Regions from separate parts of the Sus scrofa genome. Here region 2 is linked to region 1. A link is a contact called in public Hi-C data. All regions are on one chromosome and are shown on one strand. The core of a region is the stretch at or near the end of the contact, and the rest is flanking DNA. Distances in the headings are between cores, read along the strand shown.

The links. Hi-C and Micro-C count contacts between places; a contact is called where the count stands out from the background.
Region 2: a Hi-C map of embryonic fibroblasts shows a contact between it and region 1, with 1.8 times the contacts expected there. The contact joins two enhancer-like sites. A contact is called at or near these places in 2 of 47 Hi-C or Micro-C datasets (embryonic fibroblasts and fibroblasts) and 1 of 2 datasets of contacts at active chromatin or transcription factors (alveolar macrophages).

The regions. Positions count from the first base shown.
Region 1 is chr7:40,219,580-40,222,747 of Sscrofa11.1, reverse strand. It overlaps RUNX2 (runt-related transcription factor 2), which reads right to left. Exons shown (of 8, transcript XM_005666074.3): 5 at 16-120. Among named protein-coding and RNA genes, the nearest start is that of SUPT3H, 60 kb to the right of the region's middle. Within about 2 kb of position 1,622, at least 18 of the 83 cell types and tissues checked have an H3K27ac peak or open chromatin away from gene starts, as enhancers often do. A contact at or near this core is called in alveolar macrophages and embryonic fibroblasts, where this site is marked.
Region 2 is chr7:40,356,278-40,359,445 of Sscrofa11.1, reverse strand. No RefSeq gene overlaps it. Among named protein-coding and RNA genes, the nearest start is that of SUPT3H, 200 kb to the right of the region's middle. Within about 2 kb of position 1,490, at least 34 of the 83 cell types and tissues checked have an H3K27ac peak or open chromatin away from gene starts, as enhancers often do. A contact at or near this core is called in alveolar macrophages and embryonic fibroblasts, where this site is marked.

The DNA.
Region 1 (3,168 bases), core at 373-2,872:
AAGGCAAACACTTACTTCTGGGCTCTCGGGGTCCATCCACGGTAACTTTAATAGCTCTGTGGTAGGTGGCTACTTGCGGAGGATTTGTGAAGACAGTTATCGTCAAGGTGAAACTCTTGCCTGCAGATAGAAAGGGAAAATCCACAGTGAATATAAAAAGACAGTATCGGTGATAAAAGAACAGTCCAGTTATCCACGTTGCATTTAAGCATCTCTGAAGAGATCCTGCTGTACAGCACAGGGAACTATATCTAGTCACTTGTGAGGGAACCTGATTGAGGATGATGTGACAAAAGCAGTGTATATATGTCTATGTGACGGGGTCACTTTGCTGTACAGAGGAAATTGACAGAACAAAATAAATCAACCATAATAGAAAAAAAAATTATTTAACTAAAAAAAAGAAAGCCTCGAAGTTCCCGTCGTGGCGCAGTGGTTAACGAATCCGACTAGGAACCATGAGGTTGTGGGTTCGATCCCTGGCCTTGCTCAGTGGGTTCAGGATCCGGCGTGGCCGTGAGCTGTGGTGTAGGTTGCAGAGGCGGCTCGGATCCTGCGTTGCTGTGGCTCTGGCGTAGGCCGGTGGCTATAGATCCAATTGGATCCCTAGCCTGGGAACCTCCATATGCCGCGGGAGAGGCCCTAGAAAAGTCAAAAAGACAAAAAAAAAAAAAAAGAAAGAAAGAAAAGAAAAGCATCTCTGAAGAGGTAACAGTAGCAAAAGACAGGAGTCAGGACTCCTTAGTCTAAGGAGAAACCCTCTGATAGCCACTTGGGGAAGTTACCAAGCTCATCGAGTACTAAGAACAGCATCTTCTTGGCCAAACTGGGCAGGGGGGGAAGCTTCAATTCCAAAAAAAAAAAACAAAAAAAAGAGTTGCTCAGTAGCAAGAGCTGTAATGAAAACAAAAGCTCTGGATGCTTGAAGAGGGTTCTCGTTCCTTTCAGTTTTCTCCAACCTCAGGAACACATCCAAGCAGACAATTTTAGAAGTCTTTATTTAGGATGAGGTCACGACCCCGTGAGAGAACAATAGTAAATCACTGTTGATGATGCTATTTACTTCCCAGGGCTTGAGCATTTCATTTGCTTAACTGCACTACAATAAGAAGATGAAAGAGGACGCTTCTTATGGGAATCATTTTAACAGGAGCCAGTGTCTCCTGTCCTGGCCTTAATGTGCCTGTGGTGTGATGATTTCATCATTTCTGGAACAAAGTTTTTCTCCTCCCTGCCCCCACCCCCAACACACATCCTTGCCTAGCAGCGATCTTGAAATAATTGCCTGACAGTGACTTATTTTTTGCTAACTGTACATGACATCTCCCAATGTAAATATGAAGGCTTGCTTTTAGCAGAGGGGGTGCTTCATTGAAATATTACATCTGATGTTTGATATTAATGAGCTAAAGGTGATGAATAGAGCGGGGTCGGGGGAGGGGGGGAAGGAGACAGGGGAGAGTTTGGGAGCAGATTTGAATGTTTGCTTTCTCCAGAAGATACCAGACGCTGCTCCCCAGACTCACTGACAGTTGTAATCAGTTAGATTTGCAACGGTTAGTCACTTCAGATAGTCAAAACTGCAAACTGTTACAAGACAGGAAAAGGTGGGCGTGAAGCAGTGACTCAATAAAACATTCGGCAATCTCAGGCCAGAGCATTCAGTCAGGCGGCTCCTGCAACAGAGCTTTAAAAAGCTCATTGTGTTTGGCTTTGTCTTTTTTGTCAGAGATTGTTTTTCCCTTTACTGAAAACAGAGGGTATAAAATCCAAACACAAATCTTCAACGATATGTAGCAATGCAAAGTTTAATGCCATCTTTTCATAGCTTAATGTGGAACAGGTTATATACAAGGCTTAATACAGAACAGGTCTTTGGCTGTCAGGTCTAGTGAATGGGTTTTCTTTTCAACCCAGACCATGTAAGTGCCTAAAATATGTTGAAGACACATATCATTTGTTATTCAGTATGTATAGTTTTTAAGACTCTTTGACGATACTTTGGCCAAGAGAAAAAAGAAAGAAAAGAGAAATTCGGGAGGGTGAATATTGATGAGAAACCCATTAAGTGACAGTCACTTCACACACATTGTCTCATTTACTCCTACCCAGTCGGGTTTATCACCTCATTTCACAAATGAGGAAACCCAAGCCCAGAGTGTCTTAGTAATTTAACCACACGACTAATTTAACCACACAACTAATAAGTATTAAAACTCAGGACCTGAACCCAGGTCTTCCAGACCCTAAAATTAATGCCCTTCTTTTTAACTGTGTCAGAGAACATTCTAAAAAATTAATAGGTAACGTATTGCCACATGTGTCCCAAACAGTTCTATCAGACCATGAAACACATGTAAATCTACTAACGTCGTCTGTCAGCCAGAATGATGAAATCATCTATTCTTAAAGTATCACTGATATATCATATTTCATCCACTACATATTAAATGTTACATGGATTTCAGTGATTTAATTGTCTGGTTAGGGAATAGAGGATTTATTAGAAACATTAAGACTCACCAGAAGCCGCCAGGACTCTAAACCAGTTACAGAAAACTGAAAGTCTACAGACATGGAGATTAGAACGCTGAATAGAAAGCCACTAGATCCAGATTAGGGCCTTAAGACAATGGGAAGATTGGGTAGGATGAAGGGCTGAATCCCTCGATTGGAAGTTAATTTGGGAGTTCCCGCTGCAGCTCCGAGGTAATGAACCTGACCAGTATGCATGAGGACAAAGGTTCGATTTCCGGCCCCGCTCAGTGGGTGACAGATCCGGTGTGGCCGTGAGCTGTGGTGTAGCTCTGACTTGACCCCTAGCCTGGGAGCTTCCATAGGTCACACATGCGGCCCAAAAAAGAAAAGAAAGTTAATTTGCATTACTGCATAAAAAGATGCCATTTGAGATTGAATCAATGGTCTGGAGCTGGGATTGCATTTCTAACAGTGGCTTCAAGGGCGATGCTTGGAAGGCAGTAGACACCCACAACACGATTCTTCATAAATCAAGCATGTATACATCTCAATGGTCCCAATAACTGAATAAACTGCCGGAGATACTGCCCAAGAATGTTTCTCCACTGGTTCTGAGAATATTTCTATTTGCAACTTTTACAATGTATTGAGGGTATTAAAAGGCATCGTGCTTCTCCCAAACTCAGAGAA
Region 2 (3,168 bases), core at 241-2,740, 140 kb before region 1:
TAGTGAGAAAAGAGTGGCTAGTGTATCCTTGGTGCCTTGCAGGGGAGGGAGCAGCAATCGGGAAAGGAAGTTCAAGGTTTTAGGAGGAGAATGGGAAGAGGAAAGGTTCCAGAGAAGACTTCTGGAATAACCCAACGACCTTCTCTATCTACCCCTAAGATCCTTCCTTCTCTCACTCCTGCAGGCGTGGTAGCAGAGCCCCAGGGAGAGACTGTCAGGGAGCACTGGACCCCCCTGCTCTCTGGGAAGCCACTTCTGGGTGGCATGAGCCCGCAGCGATGTGCAGCCCTGTCCCTGTCTGCTCTGGTCAGCCTGCCCCACAGAGCCCTGCTTTGGCTCTGGGCAAGAAGAAAGCAGCATCTTCCATGCGTGGAGTATTCTAAAACAAAATAATAACTCAGAGATTTGATGGACTCTGACAGAGGGAAAAAGGGAGTGAAAAAAAAAATGGAACAAAGATGCCATTTTTAAATTACTGGCTCGGGTTCAGGATTTCACTATTTTCTATGGCAAGGAGCAAGTAAAAAAAATTCCTTCTATTGATGAGTATTTTTTTTTAATAGTCAATGAAAGCCAAAGGGCTCCGGGCTTCTGACTTTCCCTCTTGGGGGACCTTGGAGCCTGTCCTCTGGGTAACTCAGAAAAGGACTGGATGGCCAGAAGGCAGGAGGCTCAAAGGCCTCCAACAAGCGGCTCAGAGGAGGCACGGGTGCAGCAGGACACACTGTGTTTTCAGCTCGGATTCTGTGATCTTTCTGCCAAACGGGGGTTTACAAAGCAAAAATCTCCAGAGACTTCTCATACTTTCTGGCTTATTCTCCTGGTGTTCATCTTAACAGGAGTCAGCTGTTCGCCTTCTCACTTATCCAGCATGTTGCCGAGGAGAATTCAGCATCTGGTCTGGCTATTATTAAAAACAAGAACATCCTGCTCTGTCGGGAGAACAGCACCACTGGCCATAAAAAGGACACAGAGATATTTGCATCCAGGATTCCAGAGCCCCTCCAACCCACCCCACCTCTCATCCCACACCCCCCACTCCCCAGGCTTTCATTTTAAAATTTGCCCCAATGCATCTGTCATTTGCATCGTGGTCTCCTCTGTCTGAAACAGAGAGACAGAGCATACTTTTTCCTTTCCCTGGGAGGCAGGAATCACTGGCGTGGTTCAAACACTGACCCGCTCACGCAGTGTGATAAAGTTGAACTACCAGAGGAAATTTTTTTTTTTTTTTTACAACTGCGGAAATGAAAAAGTAAACAAGACTGGGGCTGCCTGGGTCTTCAGGCTCCAGCTTTTTTTGTTGTTGTTTTCGTCTTTTGCTTTTTTTAAGCATTGGGCGAGGAACCATGTAATATGAAAAAAACCCAGAGAGGTTTTATTAGCCAATAAAGAAAAAAAAAAAAAAACTGAATTCCTATTAACCACTTAACTCCTTGCTAAAGTTCCACCCTTGGCTTTTTCCCCTTGGATGCTTCTCTTTCCCTCTGATGCCCATGAGGAATGAAAGCTGGTCCATCAGCCCCTCCCAGCACAATCTGAGTTCACAGTGTGCCCGAGAAGTTGTCGTGGAGAATTATATTTCATCATAATCTCTGCATTTCTCATCTGGGAAACCACTAATCAGATCTCAAGTCAGATTTTCTATGCCTCCACATCCACACCCAGAAAGGCCCTCTGAGCACACTGCTAAAAGGGAGAAAGGTTACTACGATTTTCAAGATTACAGTATTCAGTGACTGTTAGAGAAAAACAGAACCGGGCTAAGGCATGGTTAGAAGGTGTCATGATTCCCACGAAAGACTCCTCTCCTTTCGGGGCAGAAGAATGGAGAGAAACTCACAGAGAAACAGAAAGTGAAACTGGCTAGAGTCATTGCACTGTCAGAGATGGATGCAGTTATTAAAAAAAAAAAAAAAAAAAAAAGTGAATGACCTAATGTAGGAAGGAAAGGATGTCCAAGGAGATTTAAATCATAAAACCGCTGTATTAAGGGCTCCCGCCATTATGCATGTCACGTGGTTTTGTGTGTTTGCCTTTGGCAGTTTTTAAATAATACATTTGCACATTTACATCAATCCCTCATCCGGTTGCATTTTAGGAGTTCCTGGTACCCTCTGCTCTCAAACACCCACCCTCCACCCCATTTAGGTCTGCCGCTATATCCTGGATCTCCTGACTATATTGAGTCTGTCTGACTTCCATGCCCACCTCCGGGCTAACTCTGGTACTAAGGGTTCTCTGGGAGAACTGTCCCAGGGCAGAAGGAGTCCAAGGCCACATGAGACCTAGTGGCAATTTTGTGTTCTGGCCTCCTTTAATGTTGTGAAGACAACATTATCGAGGGGCTTGTGTGGAAGAAATTTTGCTTGTCTTTCCCTTGCGGCCCCGCCCGGCCTTTTGGCATTTTGCTGGAGGGTCTTAGTTTCTCTATAAGGATGACAGGTTGGGGCGAGGCTGCAGGGAGGGGGAGGGGGGACTTCTTCCTTCCTTAGTGCTGTGAGTGACACAGAAGGATCTGGGACAAAAAGATAGCCATCACAATGTGAGCTACCTTTGCAAGGCTAAAACATAAAGCAGTTTTTTTCAGAAAACCCCACTGAGTGATCAGATACCACTGCAACAAGATAAGAAGAAAACAAAATGGAAATAGGTTTTTGGTACAAGTTCAGTGGGTTTCCAGAAACTCGATCCTTCTGCTTTCCAAGTGGCTGTGCAGGTCCGGACAGCAGAGCGGGCTGAATCACAGAGCCCTTCTGAAGAAAAGCTTTACAAAAATTAATAATAATCCCCTCTTACACGTCAGCCTCGCCGTGGCCCTGAGCTCTCAGGGAGCATCCAGTGTCTCCTGTCCCTTCTAAATAACCTGTCGGAAGAAGAGTAATTGCTTCTTTGTAACTTGGGAGATGATGGTGTGCTTTTGGTGTGTGTACACAGAACTTGCAGGAATAAAAACATCTGAGACAAGGACATATTGCGTCAGGGGGCACCTGTGTATGTGGTGAGTTCTTTCCTGATTGGCCACTCTGGTACCTCTTCTCATCCCCCACCTCCCCCCCACATCCCTCCCTTCAGGCCTGTATGCACCCATCACACATACACACACACACACACACACACACACACACACACACACACACACACACCAATTAGTATACTACCCTTTAC